2 separate regions of the Mus musculus genome follow, and region 1 is linked to region 2. Evidence: chromatin contacts called from public HiChIP or PLAC-seq data. All regions are on one chromosome and are shown on one strand. Each heading gives the region's core, a stretch centred on a gene start, on an enhancer-like site or on the middle of the called end of the contact. The rest is flanking DNA. Distances are from core to core; before and after follow the strand shown. Region 1 overlaps Rad51b (RAD51 paralog B). Region 2 overlaps Gm36660 (a long non-coding RNA gene).

Evidence for each region. HiChIP or PLAC-seq counts read pairs in DNA pulled down with a chosen protein or histone mark.
Region 1: an H3K4me3 HiChIP or PLAC-seq map of embryonic midbrain shows a contact between it and region 2, with 3 times the contacts expected there. The contact joins two enhancer-like sites. A contact is called at or near these places in 1 of 484 Hi-C or Micro-C datasets (the G1E-ER4 cell line) and 2 of 115 datasets of contacts at active chromatin or transcription factors (bone marrow-derived macrophages and embryonic midbrain).

What each region holds. Positions count from the first base shown.
Region 1 is chr12:79,810,953-79,815,418 of GRCm38.p6, forward strand. Rad51b (RAD51 paralog B) reads left to right here. Exons shown (of 11, transcript NM_009014.3): 11 at 2,990-3,738. The coding sequence ends at 3,006. Among named protein-coding and RNA genes, the nearest start is that of Gm36048, 14 kb to the left of the region's middle. Within about 2 kb of position 2,414, at least 30 of the 459 cell types and tissues checked have an H3K27ac peak or open chromatin away from gene starts, as enhancers often do.
Region 2 is chr12:80,021,619-80,025,936 of GRCm38.p6, forward strand. Gm36660 (a long non-coding RNA gene) reads right to left here. Exons shown (of 4, transcript XR_872852.1): 4 at 1-336. Gm36834 (a long non-coding RNA gene) reads left to right here. Exons shown (of 5, transcript XR_381742.3): 2 at 4,213-4,312. Among named protein-coding and RNA genes, the nearest start is that of Gm36834, 4.2 kb to the left of the region's middle. Within about 2 kb of position 1,598, at least 41 of the 459 cell types and tissues checked have an H3K27ac peak or open chromatin away from gene starts, as enhancers often do.

The DNA of each region.
Region 1 (4,466 bases), core at 1,164-3,663, 210 kb before region 2:
AGGCTGGTCCACCACTTTCTTCTTCGGGTAAGGAAGCGGTTCCAAGAGGTGAAGTCCATCCACCCCCTCCAGCATCCAGCCTGGGCCTGAGGTTTAGAAACTCCCCTGCCTTGGCAAGCCCTGTAGCCACTTAGCTCTCAGGGTTGCGAGGCCTCTGTTGACAAGCTGCAAGCCAGTCTCAAATCTTAAATCTTGATATTCTAAGCTAAACGATACATCAGTCATCCCAACCTAATGATCCCTTGAGAAATTCTCGAGGGTAGCTGGCTTGTAACTTTGCTGGGTATAACCCCTAGGTTAGACAGTGCTGCACAGCTCAGAGGACTCCTGCTTTCTCACACAGCACTGCAGAGGAATGGGGCTTGAAACTGGCACGTTTGTTCAGGGACCCAGTCTAATGGCTTACCGCTCCACCACACCTCAGACACGACCGACCGTTGTTGTTTTAGCCCAGAATGGCTCAGCATCTTGTCTTCCACCAGGCAGCAGGATTTGTGTTTGGTGGATACATGGTGAGACGAGAGGGAACCCATTCCTCTTCCTTTAAGGACCCAGAAGCTAACACGCTTTATTTCTGCTTACATGATGTTGGCCAAGCCGTAGATGAAATGCTTAACGGAAAGGTTGAAAATGTTAGTAATCTCAGTAGTCATATGCCCAAGTAAATGAGATATTTCAAGAACACACCCCCTTCGGAGGCCAGTTACAGAGACTGCAGGGGCTCTCGTACAGATGCTAGGCCGCTCACAGCCTTGAAATGCAACACTAATACTGGATGATTAAAAGTTCTGTCTTTTTCTCTTTGGTTTCTGAGACTGTAGCAGGCTAGAACAGTCAGTTACTCTTCCAAAAATCCTGTCCCAACCCCACCTCAGTCTTTTAAGCAGGAACTAAAGTGTGTGTTTTAACTAGTATGGAAGGAAGAAACTAGAGAATGAACTTGGGTCCAAAGTCATAGACTACACATGGTTTTTTCCCCCCCCCCAACTGTTTTTCTTTTTCCCTGCCTACACTTTTGCTTTCTTTATACATTCGTTGAAAGATAGCTAGAGAAGAAACCCCTTTATTCTAAGACCTGGGCTATACTTAGGCTGGCTGTGTGCTCCTCTGGTAGAATCTGGAAGTCATTCACAGAGCTAGGAGTTTGCATTTGTTAAAACACCCAGGTAATAATACGAAAAGATGTTAAATCATTTGTTGATTTTCTTCAAAAAAAAAAAAAATCACTTCCAAAAGGGCTTGGCGTTCTTTCTCAAATATGATTTAAGCCCCATGATGGTTAGTTTAGTTCAGAACATGCTAGTTGAACACCTATTGTTTACAAAGCTCCAGATGCAGAGGACGTGGGGGAGGGAGAGGCAAAGTCCCTTCTTTTTAGCTCAAAAGAAGATGTAGTTAGATAAATTTAATCAAAAACAGACGGACACCTGTTGCAAAGGTTTGACACCCCCCCTCCCCCGATAGGGCTTGAAAAGGATAAAGAGAGAGATTCTTTCCAGCTAGGGATGACCAGGCATGGTTGCCTGAAAGCATGCGGGCCTTGAATTGGATTCAGCTGGTGAATACTGACAAAACCTGCATCCCATTGTCTCTTTTTACTGTTTGAGGATAGATCTGGAGACCCTGGGGAATGCTGGCTACTTCTAGCACTGACCCTGATTAGTGACAAATGTTGAATCGTGCTGACTAATGCGTTCTAAATGGATTGACTCAACAATAAAGGGACATCGAGAGTCAAGAGTTCAGGTCCTGACTCTCACCCATGTGATGAAATGCAAATCGCTTCGCGCTTCCTCCTCCTCTTTGCTTTCTCTCTCTCTCTCTTTCTCTTTGTTTGTTTGTTTTATTCATCGATTAAAACATGTTTGTCCTGAGAATCAGTAGGTTACCTTGGCTAGTAAGTGCTTTACAAACTTCAAGGGTGGCAGAAATGCTGAGCAGCTACTACTACTGAGGACAGGCTTATTGCAGCCTTACTTTATTTCACAATCCATACCGAATCAGTCTGTCCGTCCATCCGTCACACGCTGCTCACTGACCATGCAAAACTTCCATTTCCTCACATGTGCCCCGGGAACTGACAGAGAGTGAACTGCACTCACTGACAAATAGGGGAGCTTTTGAAAAATCTTCCATCAACCTACTGGGGCGTCCGGGCCTCTGGACAACAACTGTCAGCACAAAACTAAGCACCCTTCCGTTGTGCACACCGCTCTCTCTCTCTTCTGACACCTCCCCAGCTTGAGAACCTGGCCTTCCATGTCCAGATGTTTACTGAATTCTGAAGCCCCCCCTTCAAAGGGCCCAAATTCTTTTGTTGCTCTTCAAATCATTTCCCACAGAGACTGACCAGTGTCCTGAAGGAGCCCTTCAATAGGGAGGATAAATGGAGGCCGATGAAGACACGACCCCCTGAGGCGTGCCCGCAACCACTCTAACAAAGGGCCTGAGGCACAACCTTGTAAGGAGTGTTTTGGTCAGCAGCATCCCTATGAGAGGCCACGTCTCCCCTACGGGGCTGCTTTCAATGGCTCTCACCATAGTGGACGTCCTGGGCGTTTGTTAAGGGCTGTGGGGTGCTAGGTGCAGCATAAAACATCTAAATCGGGCTCACGGCCTTTGTGAGGGCTTCCTGAGACCACAGAAGGCAGCTGGCTTTCTCAGGAGAAACTTAGGGGTAACAAAGCCAAAGGGGGGGCTCCTGTGTCTTTGGATGATCCTGTCCCACCTAGTAGAGATAGACTTCCCCTTTTGTCTGTGGCTCTTTGGCAGTCAAAGCCAGAGTTGCTGGACCTTAACCCTGACTGGGCCATTTCTGAGTGTCTCTGGGGCATGCAGTGGTTGACTCTGTGGGAGGGGACCCCTGCAGCAGGGAAAGCTTTGGTTAGGTTACTAGTGGCAAGCTAGTACATTTCATGACAATTTCTTTTTAACTTTCTCTTTCTTTTTCTTCTTAGTTTTTTCCCCCTCCCTCTCTTGTTCCTTTTAGGCCACGAAAGACCATAGGGATACTGTGACCTTTGTCTAGTGCTGATTGCATGTGACTCATGAAATGAAACAGGACTGCGCTGCTTGGAAAAAGGAAACGGAAGCCAACATAATGAGGATTAATTGGTTGGTTGCTGTTGAGGTGGTAACAGTGATTTCAGACCCGGAAGGTGAAGATGAAGAAGCCTTTATCCAGTCTCTGGATGCAGAGGCTAGGGGCTCCACCACCGTGGGATGTCAGCGGCCATCGTAATAATTTGCACTTACACAGCACCTTTCAGCCATGCCCCTCAAAGTGGTTCAGCCACATTAATTAATTAAAGCCCACAATCCCCCTAGGGAGAGCAGGAGGGGGACTAACAAGATTTGTAATTACAGAAGGGAACATTTCCGAATAAAGTATTGTTCCGCAAATAAAAAGAATAGGTGTACAAAGAACCGGGGTCTCCAAAGAGTAACTGATTCACAAATGAAATATCGAAACCGTGGGGGAAACTGAAGGCGGCCATGGGCGTGGGGGTCTGCTCTAGTGTCAGAGGGAGGTCGATGGCCTCAGAACTCGCTGACAGGCTCAGACCTCACTTCGGAGCAGAGCGTGCATGGTATTAGTGTTGTTTGGAAGGTCATTAGTGCTGTGACTATTGTAAGTATAAATTCACGTTCCACTGGTATATTGTGCATAGCCTCGCAGAACAAAGAGTGAAATTCTTGCAGTATTTAATAAAGGATGAAGTGGTTTCTTTAGAGTTGAAACCCAAAGCTGGGCCACTCAATTAGCAAATAAATCAATTGGTGACCCATGGGGTAATTCAGTCCTTTCCCTCGGATCCCCAGCCCACCAGTTCCCACTGCCCGGAGGCTCCTAGCTGAAGTATCAGATTGAGATGGTTCAGTGCAATGTTTGCGGGGCTTAAGCCTCCTCAAAGTCAAAGTTTGAATCTTCCCAGGGCTGGCAAGGTGGCTCGGCTGGCAAGGATACTTGCCACTAAGCCTGATGACCTGGATTCAGTGCCCGGATCCCACATGTCAGAAGGAAAGAGCCAGCTCCCCAAAGTTGTCCTGCGACCGCTGCACATGCACACTGCACAGGCAAAAAGAACAAAAGACAGAGGAAAGGAAGGAAGGAGAAAGAATAGAAAGAATAAATGTAAAATTATTTTATGTTTAGTAAGGCATGGACTCACAATATAGCCCTGGCCTGAAACTCACTGTGTAGACCAGACTGTCTGAACCACTGGGTACTGGGATTAAAGGCATACACTACTGTGCCCAACTATAAAAATTTTCTTAACAACATTCTTTCCAGCCTCTGGCAACCTATCATCTCAGGTGGTAGTGACCCCAAACTGTAGTAGTGTAGAATCACCTTGTGCCTGCTCCCCCTTCAGAGATTTTTAACTGTCATAGGAGCTAGAGTAAGGGTTATATCTTGTCGTGTCCCCCCCTTCCCTGTGCTGAAAAGAGTGCAAAAACTGAGG
Region 2 (4,318 bases), core at 348-2,847:
TTCCTTTCTCTGGACTTCACACCCTGCCCATCTTCCCCACCACCATCCCTTTCCCTCTGAGGCTTCCCAATGGCTGTTTCTAGTTGGCCTCCGGTGTCTTCATCTCCCCTCTGCTCTATCTCCAAGTCAACACTCAGGAGCCCGGTTTCCTGTTTTCAGAGCCCACTTCTGTGGCCATAGCAGAAAAGAGTCCTTGGGCATCTATAGCTCTGCGCCAGTGGCTATTCAGCTTCTGTTGCTCGTGTGCTGGCCTCCAGGAGCCTCCTGAGATTCCTGTGCTGGTTTATAATGAAGCAGGTGAGGGAGCTGCATCCTCTTGGCCACTCAAGGCAGGATCTGAGTGAAGAGAAACAGAGGTGATTACCCTGAGACCTGGGCAGTAGCTCCAAAGACAGCTGGGTTCAATTATGGTCCCCCTGTCCTCCTTCCATCTCCTATGATAAAGGAGGTTGAAGCTGGTTACGCCTGTGGTTTACATTGTTTGGGTCCTGGTCTGAAATCCATTGAGGAATAAGGTTATAGCCATTTGATGACACAAGAAAGAAACTGGGTGATCCAGGTGGGGCCCCAGACGGAGGTAAAGTTCTTCAAATGGAAGTGGGTTCCTGAGTTCATGAGGAGAGAGGACCAGGGACATATGCTGAGAGGCGTAGGGCTCAGCTGCTGCTAATCCTATGCTGACCCTGCCTGTAGTGTGTACGTGTGCAGGACTAATGTGCTCTCCAGAATCCAGAGCCCAGAGGTCACGAGGAGATCAGGGGCTGGCAGGAACGCATCAGCTACCCTCTCCCTCAGCCCAGACAGAAATAACACTCTGGAGGATCAAGCTTTTACATTCTCACCTCTCCCATCCACCAAACTGGAGTCAGCAGATGGGAAGAGCGGGGCAATCAGATTGGCATTTAGCAGCACAGTCTGTGCCTGGGTCAGCCTTGGGGGGAGGGGGTGGGCTTCAGGACTAGCTGCCAGCCCACTAGGGAACTTTAAGCACTCCCCAATAAAGTTTCTGCAGCTGCAGTGCCCCAGGAGAGCGAGCCTGAGATACCTAAGATTTGAGCTAGCAGGGATGACAGTGGCAAACACCTTGGAAAATCCAGGATGAGCACTCTCCAAACCAGCATCATATGTCTTGGAGAGCCCCGGCCTCTCCTCCCTTCTGGGAGTCCCGGTAGGGGACAGCCTTGCAACTTCAGGACCGCACCCCTGTCTGAAAATCTTATGGAGCCCCTCCCCCACCCGCCCTGTGACAGGGGTCAGCAAGCCACAGATGTTTCTAATGAAGGTCCCAGACCCTGCCAGGAGGTAACAGGCAAACCACACAGCCCTGGATCCCACAAGGGGCCACAGCCCCCGGACCTACGAAAGCACACGCTGCCCAGTGAATGAGACCCACACTCTGGCATTCTCAGTTCTTTTCAGGAAATTGCCAACTTAGCCCTTGGCTTTCTCCTATCCCGCGCCCTCCCCGTTTCCGTAGTAACACCCCCCACCCCACCCCACCCCACCCCCGCGCGCGCCCACCCTCCGGAGCCCCTCCCCTTGCTGCCTGCCCCCTCCTCTCTTCTCCACCCTCGGGTCTCATCAGTCTGGGTGGGAACCAGGATTAGAGTGCCTGGGGACTGGGCCGCTTTTCCCAGGGCCGCTATGCTTTCCTGATGTCTTTGCAGCCGCAGGCTCCTGCCCCAAGCTTTTCAAGTCCCCAGACTTAATGAGCGGTCCTGGGTTTCCTCCTCTTCCCTTTCTCTGCCTCCAATAAAGTGAGAGAATTAACCCAGGTTTTAAGTGCCCGGGTTCCAAGTTGCATATCAAAGGGGGCTTCCCCAAGCTGCTTCTGCATTTCAAAGGGGCTGATTTACGCTTTCACTTAAACCCACACTTTTTGGGGTAAGAGTTTTACTGAGAGGTCAAACTCTGGAAAAACAAATGGATCCCCATTCACCCCTCCTGGGGTGCGCTGGGCCATTGGTGTATAAACTGCCCACAAGAAAGGTGGGAAAAAGGCTGCTCAGAAGCCAGGGCCCAGATCACCCCTGTTCCCGTGGGGTTTGCCTTTAGGAAGTGGGAGGGAGCACCGTCGGATCCTCCCAGCTGCTACAGGCCCTGTGTGATGGAACTAGTCAAATCCTAAACTCTGTGGCTGCTTCCTGCCCCTCCCAAGTCTGTTAACTACCATATACTGGGCCTTTCCTGCTTTATTTCCTTCTAACTGCAAAGCCCCTGACAATATTTAGCTACCATAGACCCGAATCAGTTTCCGAACACCAGCTTTCTCACACCCTCATAAAGCATTTCCACCCCAAATCCACTCACTCCACAACCTCTGCCATCATCCTACCCCACCTCAATTCACTCCTTGCTATGACTTCCTGATCCTTGAGGTCCTTCTCCCAACATCTCACCCCAGAGCCCACCTCCATGAAGTATCTTGAGAGATTCTGATCTCCACCATAAATGTGAAGACGTTCTTACCATGATTTAACACAGACCTGGTCCTTAAGCTTTCTCCATCATTAAGTCCCTGCGGAACGTGCAAGCAGTCAATGAAGCAGTCCTTGAGAGGGGCCAAGGAGATGATACAGCATCCTTGAGGAACATCTTAGGCATAATCGAGGGGTCAGAGCTGGAGAAGCATGGTGTAGTTTCCCCTTAAGGGTTGCATCTGTGTTTCCTTCTCTCACCTCGCCACCCGAATATTCATTTATGTAGTCACACAGAGCCATGTGCTGGCAGAAGACCTTACTAAGCACCTTCTGTATGTCAGGGGATTGAGACCAGAGAGCCGGTAATGAACTACAGTAAAACAAGATGAAAACCCCATCTCCCATGAAAAGGCTGTCAGTGTGTATAACCACAACTAACCTCTCCGTGAGGGTCTGGGGAAAGCTTCGGGCAATTTATTTCTAACTTGGAAACTGGTCAGGAACTTAGCAGATAGATGAGTATATTCTGGGTGCAAGGAATAGTAGGGACAAAGGCTATGATGGTGGTATCCCACCGATCAGTGTGTCCAGTACTCAGTGTGGAGGGAAGTAGCAAGAGAAAAAAGGGCATCAAATCTCATTATGGGTGGTTGTGCTCACATGTGGTTGCTGGGATTTGAACTCAGGACCTTCGGAAGAGCAGTCAGTGCCCTTACCCTCTGAGCCCGGTGGCACACGCCTTTAATCCCAGCACTTGGGAGGCAGAGGCAGGCGGATTTTAGAGTTTGAGGCCAGTCTGGTATACAGAGTGAATTCTAGGGCAGCCAGGACTGCAGAGGAAAACCCTGTCTCAAAAAACCAGAGGGGGAGACGGGTTATAGGTGGGAAACCCACCACCTCTGCCACGTTACCACCCAAACTTGACCCTGCTAAAAACCAAGTTGCATTCCTGAGTTATAATCAAGTTCAGTGCTCTGAGTCTGCCTCCAAGAAACATCACCAAGGCAACCTGAGGTTGACAGTGACACTGACTGTTCAGAATAGATGACCCCCAAGCCCTCAAGAAGACACTCAGAGACAAGCACTAACAACAGTGGAGACAGAACCAGCAATGAGGTCATCAGCACCGCCGGACAGATATCTATCCTTAGCCAGAGAATACTCCGGAACTCTTAGGGAGGTCCTAGGATCTGTTCCCTCTATAGCCGCAATGGCTAGAGCACAGCCACAATACCTTCACCAATGACATGAAGTTCATGCAGAGTGCCCAGCTACTTCGGAGCTATGAAGTGAATATTTGAGTGAGAAATTGTCTAGCAAACACACAGAAAGGGAGAGGGAGCTGAACTGAAGAAGATGGGCGATGATCTCAGAGGAAGATAGCAAGAGCCCAGGAGAGAGGTTTCCTTTGGGGTGGCCACACGTATTCAGCCACTGTCTCTGCTTACCGGCCCCTCCTCCCCAGGGAAGCACTAAGTAGGGCAGACTCTTCTCCCAGAGTCCTTAGCACAGGAGTCACTCATTTCTCTACCCATAAGATGAGCTGAAGAGGGTGTCACTGGGACCAGGAATAAAACTTCCTCTCTCCCTGGAGAGAGATGAGGAATCCAGGGAACATTTGGGGCAGTCACACAGGGTCCAGCTGTATACCCAGGAATACTGGTGCCTCGGCAATGCAGTTTCTCGACGGTCCCTTCTGGGTCTTTGCGCTCCACGTCTCATCACTGGTGTGGGCATGTGCCAGAGTCATCCCCACAGTGTCCTCCTCCACACCTGTCCTCTTTTCTAACAGGTCAAGCTCGAGACACCAGAAGGAGCCCAGGAAGAAAGAAGTGGGAGAGAAAGAGAAGACCGTGTATTCAAGGAGATCCCCTGGAGTCCTCCTCAAGCAGGTTCCC